Regions from separate parts of the Gossypium hirsutum genome. Here region 2 is linked to region 1. The links are chromatin contacts, called in public Hi-C maps. All regions are on one chromosome and are shown on one strand. The core of a region is the stretch at or near the end of the contact, and the rest is flanking DNA. Distances in the headings are between cores, read along the strand shown.

Region 1 (4,051 bases), core at 1,273-3,772:
AGACCAGGAGCTATTTAACCAGAGTCTTGATGATTGGATTTTGGAAAACTATGGTGTGGATCAAGTCACAGGGGAGCAGCCATTTTTAAAGCCCCCCTTTCTGACTGATGAACTACGCAAGCTTGATCTAGCATTGGAAGGGGTTTTTTTTCAGCAACTATTCCGAATGCCATGTTCTCCTCTTGCTTCTAAAAGTGTAAAGGAAGATGGGTATCATGCTTTGGAAGACTTTCTTCATGTTATTGTAAATGGTCTGTGGCGTACATTTTGGCGTAAAAGTGGACCACTGCCATTCTCTCTATGTTGTTTCCATCATCCTGGATCTAAGTTTTATGCTATTGAGAAAGCAATATCAAGAGGAAGGTTAGAAGAGCTACGCGGTTTAGCTTTAATATCTAAAAATGGGAATAATCTAAAAGTTCATTGGAACCAAGTAGTGGAGTTAGTCTTATTTAGACAAAACATACTCTCAGGAAATGAGTTAAAATTGTCCGTCAGCACCATATGTGAAGCCCTCTTTTATGGTGTTCACATACTTATTTCTAGGTGTCTGAGCAAGTCCAGAACCATCAGCGATGATTCTGTTTTTATTATGGTTTTTGATTCTAAATTTGGTGCAGTGATAAAACTTGGAGGTGATCTTAGTAAACTAGAATTGAACACAGGTGATCCGTACCAGTCTGTGGCCCATTGGATAAAATGTCATGCTGAAGTCCTCCTCTCATCAGTAGAGACAATATGGAATAGGCTTGGAAATGCAAATTGGGGAGATCTTGGGACTCTTCAAGTATTGTTAGCTGCTTTCTATTCCATTGTCCAGTGTAATGGACCACCAAGAAAGTCAATATCCTCATTGGCCTCAGCTCATAGCCTTCGTCTTCAGAAGCGTAGAATAGAATGCCGCCTAGCTGAGAATGAAAATGCCAAAATACCTTATCAACAGGATGGCTACCAACATGGAGAGATTGTTGAACTTGATCACAGTGATAATCCCCTGGTAAAAAATACATCACACTTGAAGCTTAGGCAGGGAGAAATATTGCTCTTGGAGGATCAACAACAGGGCCAGAAAAGTTTCCAGATACAGGAGTCCTTCATAGGAGGCAACTATTTTCTCTATGGTGCTATTTCTCTAGATTACCCCACACAGTTGTTAACATTGTATGTTGGTGCCCATCCATCCAGACTCGAGCCCTCTTGGGAGGATATGAGTCTGTGGTATCAAGTACAAAGACAAACAAAGGTACTAAACATATTGAAGCATCAAGGGGTTTCAAGCAAATATTTACCTGAAGTAATTGCCTCTGGCCGAATTTTGCATCCTGGTCCTTGCAAAAAGCAGACTCCTAGTGGGCGATGCGATCATCCTTGGTGCGGAACTCCAATTCTTGTCACGTTACCAGTTGGCGAACCACTTTCATATATAGTTGCTAGGGACGGCCCATTTTCCTCTGATGATGCATTACGCTGCTGCCGGGACTGCCTAGTTGCTCTAAGAAGTGCAGCAACGGCCAGTGTTCAGCATGGTGATATTTCCCCTGAAAATATAATCCGTGTTTTCAACATGCAAGGTACTAGACACAAAGTTCTGTATATCCCAGTTTCTTGGGGGCGTGCAGTTCTGGAAGACAGGGACAGCCCAGCAATAAATTTGCAGTTCTCGTCCTCTCATGCACTTCAGCATGGTAAACTCTGTCCTGCATCTGATGCTGAGAGCCTTGTGTACCTCCTATTCTTTGTGACAGGGGGCAGAATGCATCCACAGGATTCTATTGAATCAGCTTTGCAATGGAGGGAGAAAAGCTGGGCAACACGATCGATTCAGCAGCATCTTGGTGAAGTTTCGCCTTTACTTAAGGCCTTTAGTGATTATGTGGATAGCCTTTGTGGAACACCATACCCTGTTGATTATGATATTTGGGTGAAAAGGCTTAACAGAGCCGTGGACGGATCTGGGTCAGCTGATAGAGGTAAAATGATCGAAGAAGTTGCCATGACATTGAGACTGAAAAATGTGGCCGAGTCTTCAGGGACCTCTGGAGGTGGTACTTAATTTCCATTTCATGCTGGAGGACCGGAGTTCTAAGGAAACGTTTTGTTTTGTTTTTCCTCTTTTGTAACTATCCTTGGTTGAGATTCAATTTATTTTATTTTATTTTTTAAATGGCCTGGCAAAAGCTATATATTGTCAATATTATTCCTGTTGTTAAAACTCAGACACGTGAGAGCGAATTAATTCATTACTTTTAAGAGGCAAGGATTAATTCATCACAACCAACTGTATTTTAAGTAGTGAGCACAAACAATCCCGTATGCCCTGTTGTTAGGGGCCTAGGTTCGCCCCCATCATCATTGCGTAATAATGACCCGTAAAAGTACTGATAAGTTATCTAATGGAGGCTAAGATAATGTTAGTTTTTGTAAGAAAAAATTAGACTTATGATGGGTTTTCTAGGTGCTGTGGGTACAGACTGCATGGGGAAAAGTGGAGGTACCATGTAATGTGGAAATCCCCTTTATCTTGTAATAATGATTTTTCTATGTTGATACTAATATTTCCCTTTTTTGTGTGGATGAGCTTAGACGGTGTTTTAGGTCATCATGCGTCTATAGCCGTCCTATGGTAAGCGAGAGACAAAAGGTATGAGACAAATTGGTTGAATTTGCAAAGTAAGTTCAAAACATAATTGGATGATTACTGATCGAGTAAAATTCATAATGATATGTAATTAAGAAGAGTTGGTCAAGATATTATGCTAGAATGATTTCGTGAGTAAATAAATTTATTATTAATAGAAAAAAGGTTGGAACCTAATTATAAAATATATGATCCTTAATTATTCATGTCTAATCAGTCCCTCTAATAGTTCATTGAAATCAGAAACTAATTGTATAAAGAACAAAAGAAATGAAAATGGATGGAAATGATAAAGTTAGATAAATGGGTTACATTCGGAAAGGAATGTGTTTTTTCACTAAGCATACAAATGACTTTGAGAATTAATTTAAGTTTTTCAAATTATTATTTAATTAAATAATTAAAATTTAAAAATAGAATTAAATTAATTGGTCATTATGAATCCGTTGAATATGAAAAATTAAATATATTTTTATCACATATTCTTTTATGGTAAAATTGTCATTACTTTAACGAAATTAGAATTGGGTTGAGAAAATTATTTAATTGAAAAATTAATTAATTTAAATCAATTTAATAAATAATAATTATTTAAGAAAATAAAAACAGATATTGATTTGGATTAAATTATAAATTGTTGGGTTAAAAGTCCAGAAAGCATATATAATTTGACTCAATATAAGTGAGACCCCAAACTCTTCTCCTAGTTAAACTAGGAAACTAGTTTCCTATCAAATAAGTTTTATTTGTGTTCTACCAATTCAACCAGACTTCTTCTATCTCTCCTTATAAAAAGATCACACTAGTAGAGATAAAAAGACAACTTTGAGATATTGTTATTCTGCCCGAAAATAGTGATAATTTATTTTCTAAGTATAAATTCAATTTTCTGGGAATAACAGTTCTACTGGTTTCTATTGAGAGAGAATTATTTTTCTATTGAAAGTAAGAAATTGTTTCTAGTTCTGTGTTTGATTTGTGATTGTTCGAGCCCACACCCGAAGTGATTTGTGGTATGAGAATGGTGGAGAAGGTCATTCGGTTGAAAGTTAAAAATGTCTAGGATCCATCTCGCACAAAGCATGGGTATTTTTCGGGAAAACTTTATTGCTATAAATATCATAAACTGACTCATGTTTCAAAATTGTAATTTTTCGCTGTGGCAAAAAACTGTTTTCAAACTAGTTTTTTTTTTTAACAACTACATCAGATTGTAGGAGCCACTTACTTGAAACATTTCCTAACTAAATAACATATATTTATCATAATTTGGAAACAATCACAACTCATAATTATAAGCATATGTAATAGATGTTCAAGGACCCAACTAACATGTCTCAAGGTTATTCGAGGTCCAATTCAAAATCAAGACTCAAATCCAAACTCAGCTATCAAAGTACAACTGGATGTCTC
Region 2 (3,970 bases), core at 46-2,545, 240 kb after region 1:
TACTAATACGTTCACTCATCTTTAATTTCTAACCTTCTTAGCCTCTCTAAATTGTTTTTACTGTAACTTATGCAATCTGAGAACATTTTTTGCCTCATTTATAGCCTCAGCCCAAACATGCTACTGTAGCAAAAACGCGTCCACGTGGGAGCGATTTCAGAAATTCTTCTGATAAAGCATCCTGCTTGAAGCGTTTTTATACTATTTGCTCAGAAACATCAACTCGAAATTATTTTTTCAGGACCTACTGTAGCAAAAGCGCGTCCACGTGAGAGCGATTTCAGAAATTCTTCTGATAAATCATCCTGTTTCAAGCGTTTTTTATACTATTTGCTGAGAAACGTCAACTCGAAATTATTTTTTCAGGACCTACTGTAGTAAAAGCGTGTCCACGTGGGAGCGATTTAGAAATTCTTCTGATAAAGCATACTGCTTGAAACGTTTTTATACTATTTGCTCAAAAATGTCAACTCAAAATTATTTTTTCAGGACCTACTGTAGTAAAAGCGCGTCCACGTGGGAGCGATTTCCTTAATAAATTTTTAATTTAATTACCCACGCAACCCTAAACCCTAATTTAATTGATTATTTCTTAAAAATCCATAAACACGAAACCTAATCTAATTTTGAAAAAATTATAATTAATTTAATTAAGAAACCCTAAACCTTAATCCCTTATTTATTTAATTTTTTCTCCAAAACCCTAAAAATCTTAAAAATCTTAAACCCTAACCCTAACCTAAAAACCCAAAACCTAACGTGGGGAGAAACGGGCAAAACGCGTCCCCAAGAGAGCGCTTACGTGGCAACAAAACGCGCCTTGAGGGAGCGATTTCCGTCCACGTAAGCAAAGCGTGCCCTCAGGGATGCGATTTTCTGCCACGTCCCTTGACATTGCGCTGATGTGAACGCGCTTTCAGGAAAAAGGACCATTCCGATAAATAATAAAATACCGCGCCTATTTCGATAAATTAAAAAAAAAAAGGCTTTTAATTATTTTTGTCAAAAAGAGAGATTCCATTTTTGAATCTTCCAAGGTGTTGAATTTTTAATTTGACTGACAACGTTATTAGCTTTCTTTTTTAAATTATTATTTGAATGTCTACAACGTTATTAGCAAGAGAAAAGTAGTGAACTTGCTCCAGGTTACGATCCTACACATTACAACTTAAGAGAGACCCACTCATCGAAAATTCGGACGGCGAAGATCTGAAGTGCACCAAACAGAAAATACTCTACGTAGCAGCTGATAATTTGAAAAGTATCTATTAAAAAAAGATCCCAATTTCCCAACCAGCGAGTGACCTCACCACCATCGAGAATCTATTTAAAAAAAAGATGAAATAAAAAAATTCCTCAAAATTCCAAAACCCTAATAAAGAATTTATATCTGTGAACACACTATGGATTTGGTAAATGGCGGAAAGGGGAATCTAAGCAAAAAGCTAGTCAAAATCAACGGCTGTGATTGAAATAGGGTGCATTATCTAAATCACAAAATCCACTCGATTTTACTTCAGGTTCCTCTCTCAGCAGCCTCCACAGGGCCTTCCATTCCAAAACCCAGGCTGCAGCATGTGTGGAATACTTGCAGTCCTTGGCTGCATTGACAACTCTCAAGCTAAACGCTCCCGCATTATTGAACTGTCTCGAAGGTGATTTTGAGAATTTAGATTTTAGCACTTTTTTTTTTATTTTAGATGAAAATGATCGTTGATTTTGATTGAAATGGAGAGCGTAGATTGAGGCATAGAGGTCCTGATTGGAGTGGACTACATTGCCATCAAAATTGTTACCTTTCTCATCAGCGTTTAGCTATTGTAGATCCGACTTCAGGCGATCAGCCCCTTTATAACGAGGATAAGACTGTTGTTGTCACGGTATACTTTCTTTCTTTTTTCGTCGAGACATTGATAATGGTTGTTACAATAATCATGAAAATAAAATAATCTTTTTATTTTAGTTTTATAATATTTTTCTATTTGTTTTTAGCGTGAAATGTTTGTTTTTGGATATAAAAGTGAAAATATTGTTCAATAATTAAATTTAAGATTATATTTACATATTAATTAAAACAAAATGCATGCATTATGTTAAATTGGTTTTGCATTTTCACATAGAAAAGTAAATGTATGATTTCAGTCATTCGTATATTTATTACCTATTATTTTTTACTCTGTAAATAAGGGAAAAAATAAGTAGCAAATTTGACCATCACATGGAATCATTGATAGAATGCGATGTTTAGTTTTACTTTCATGTTTGGTTGATGATTATAGGTTAATGGAGAGATATATAACCATAAGCAATTGAGAGAAAAGCTGAACTCCCATCAGTTTAGAACTGGAAGTGACTGTGAAGTAATTGCTCATCTTGTAAGTTCTTAAGAGGTTGGATATTATTCCATTATTAAAGCATTTTCCTTTGTTGCGCGGTTTTCACATTTCAAAGTCTCATTTTCGTTAATGTACCAATTTGACTTCTTTTTCTAGTATGAAGAATATGGAGAAGATTTTGTGGACATGCTGGATGGAATGTTCTCATTTGTCCTTCTTGACACTCGTGACAAAAGTTTCATTGCAGCTCGAGATGCTATAGGAATTACCCCACTTTATATTGGATGGGGCCTTGACGGTATGCAGTTTTTCCTTCTTTACACTGGTTTTATTCAGATGTATAATGTATAGCTAGAATCTAGTTAGTTATTAGGCTAATTAGGTGTCTGTTTCATGAACCTGGTCTTGGCTCCAGTGGTTGTCCCACTTCCTTAGGGAGTGACAGAAAATTAAACATGGTTCAACTACTTATCCCGAAAATGTTTATCCCCTTAAAAGTTTGCAGAAAAGGAAAATGTTTGTCCTAGAGAATATCTTAGAAACCTTTTTCCTTGCTCTTTTGATTTTTTTCTTTGAAATCTTGATGCCAAATATAGTTAAGAAACATGCAAATATGAGATAGCTTGTGCTGATGCATTTATTCATGTTTGGATGGATGTGATGCTTTGGGCTTAGCTTCTTTTCCTTGATTCCATTTCTAGTTTTGGTTTATATTTAGCCCCTCCACCTTGTTATGGATGCATACTGCTAATTAAATACTATTTTCTTTGCAGGTTCTGTATGGTTTGCTTCAGAGATGAAAGCTTTGAGTGATGATTGTGAACAATTTATGTCTTTCCTTCCAGGGCATATATATTCGAGCAAGCAAGGTCCTTTTCTTTGGATGTTAATTCCTAACCTGCTTAAAAATAAATCATAGAACTTCTTAAGGAGAATTGGAATTTTATATGGTATATGATGTTCTTCTACAAATTCTACAGTTTCATTTTTGTTTCCCAGTGTTCCATTCAGTGCCTTTTATTTGTTGCATTCCCAAATGTCTGCAGGAGCGCTTAGAAGATGGTATAATCCCCCATGGTACTCAGAAAAGATCCCTTCAACTCCTTACAATCCCAAAGTTCTACGGGAGGCTTTTGAGAAGGCATTCTCTAAACTTTCAACTGGGATTCTTGTTTTGATTTTATTGGTTTGCTGTTAACTCTGTAATTGGATGTCATTACGTCTCTCCATCAAAAAGAAAAAAAAATGGTGGAAAACATAACACTCACTTGAAACAATTTCGTGAAACCAAGGCAGTATTGGCCAAGTAGTCACGAAGGCCTCATTACATAGCACTCTCATGCTATTGCATTCAATCATTGTTCAAAAATCATAGGAGTACCATAGGTGGGGTTAAAGTACCTGGTTCCTTTTGATTAGGTCTCTCCCTCCCCCTAATTGGCAAGTGTTAGCTTTGTTTTTAGGATCTTTATTTCTATGTTTCTTTTCTTGTGGCTACTTTTCATTAGGAAATATATGTTCCAAGAGAACAGAAACGGAGTTCAGTGTGTGGGATTCTTAGTTTTCTAGTTAACTTAATATATCCTTAGCTTGTAGGATATATCCCGCACATTAGTTCTTAAGATTTCAGCTTG

Evidence for each region. Hi-C and Micro-C count contacts between places; a contact is called where the count stands out from the background.
Region 2: a Hi-C map of leaf shows a contact between it and region 1, with 1.9 times the contacts expected there. The contact joins the promoter of LOC107945452 here to the enhancer-like site in region 1. A contact is called at or near these places in 2 of 34 Hi-C or Micro-C datasets (callus and leaf).

Annotation. Positions count from the first base shown.
Region 1 is chrD12:15,819,264-15,823,314 of Gossypium_hirsutum_v2.1, forward strand. LOC107945444 reads left to right here. Exons shown (of 4, transcript XM_016879460.2): 4 at 1-2,257. The coding sequence ends at 2,053. Among protein-coding and RNA genes, the nearest start is that of LOC107945444, 19 kb to the left of the region's middle. Within about 2 kb of position 2,523, at least 6 of the 9 cell types and tissues checked have an H3K27ac peak or open chromatin away from gene starts, as enhancers often do. A contact at or near this core is called in leaf, where this site is marked.
Region 2 is chrD12:16,055,601-16,059,570 of Gossypium_hirsutum_v2.1, forward strand. LOC107945452 (asparagine synthetase [glutamine-hydrolyzing] 3) reads left to right here and starts at 1,296. Exons shown (of 14, transcript XM_016879469.2): 1 at 1,296-1,655; 2 at 1,742-1,880; 3 at 2,280-2,375; 4 at 2,493-2,634; 5 at 3,110-3,205; 6 at 3,383-3,477. The coding sequence starts at 1,576.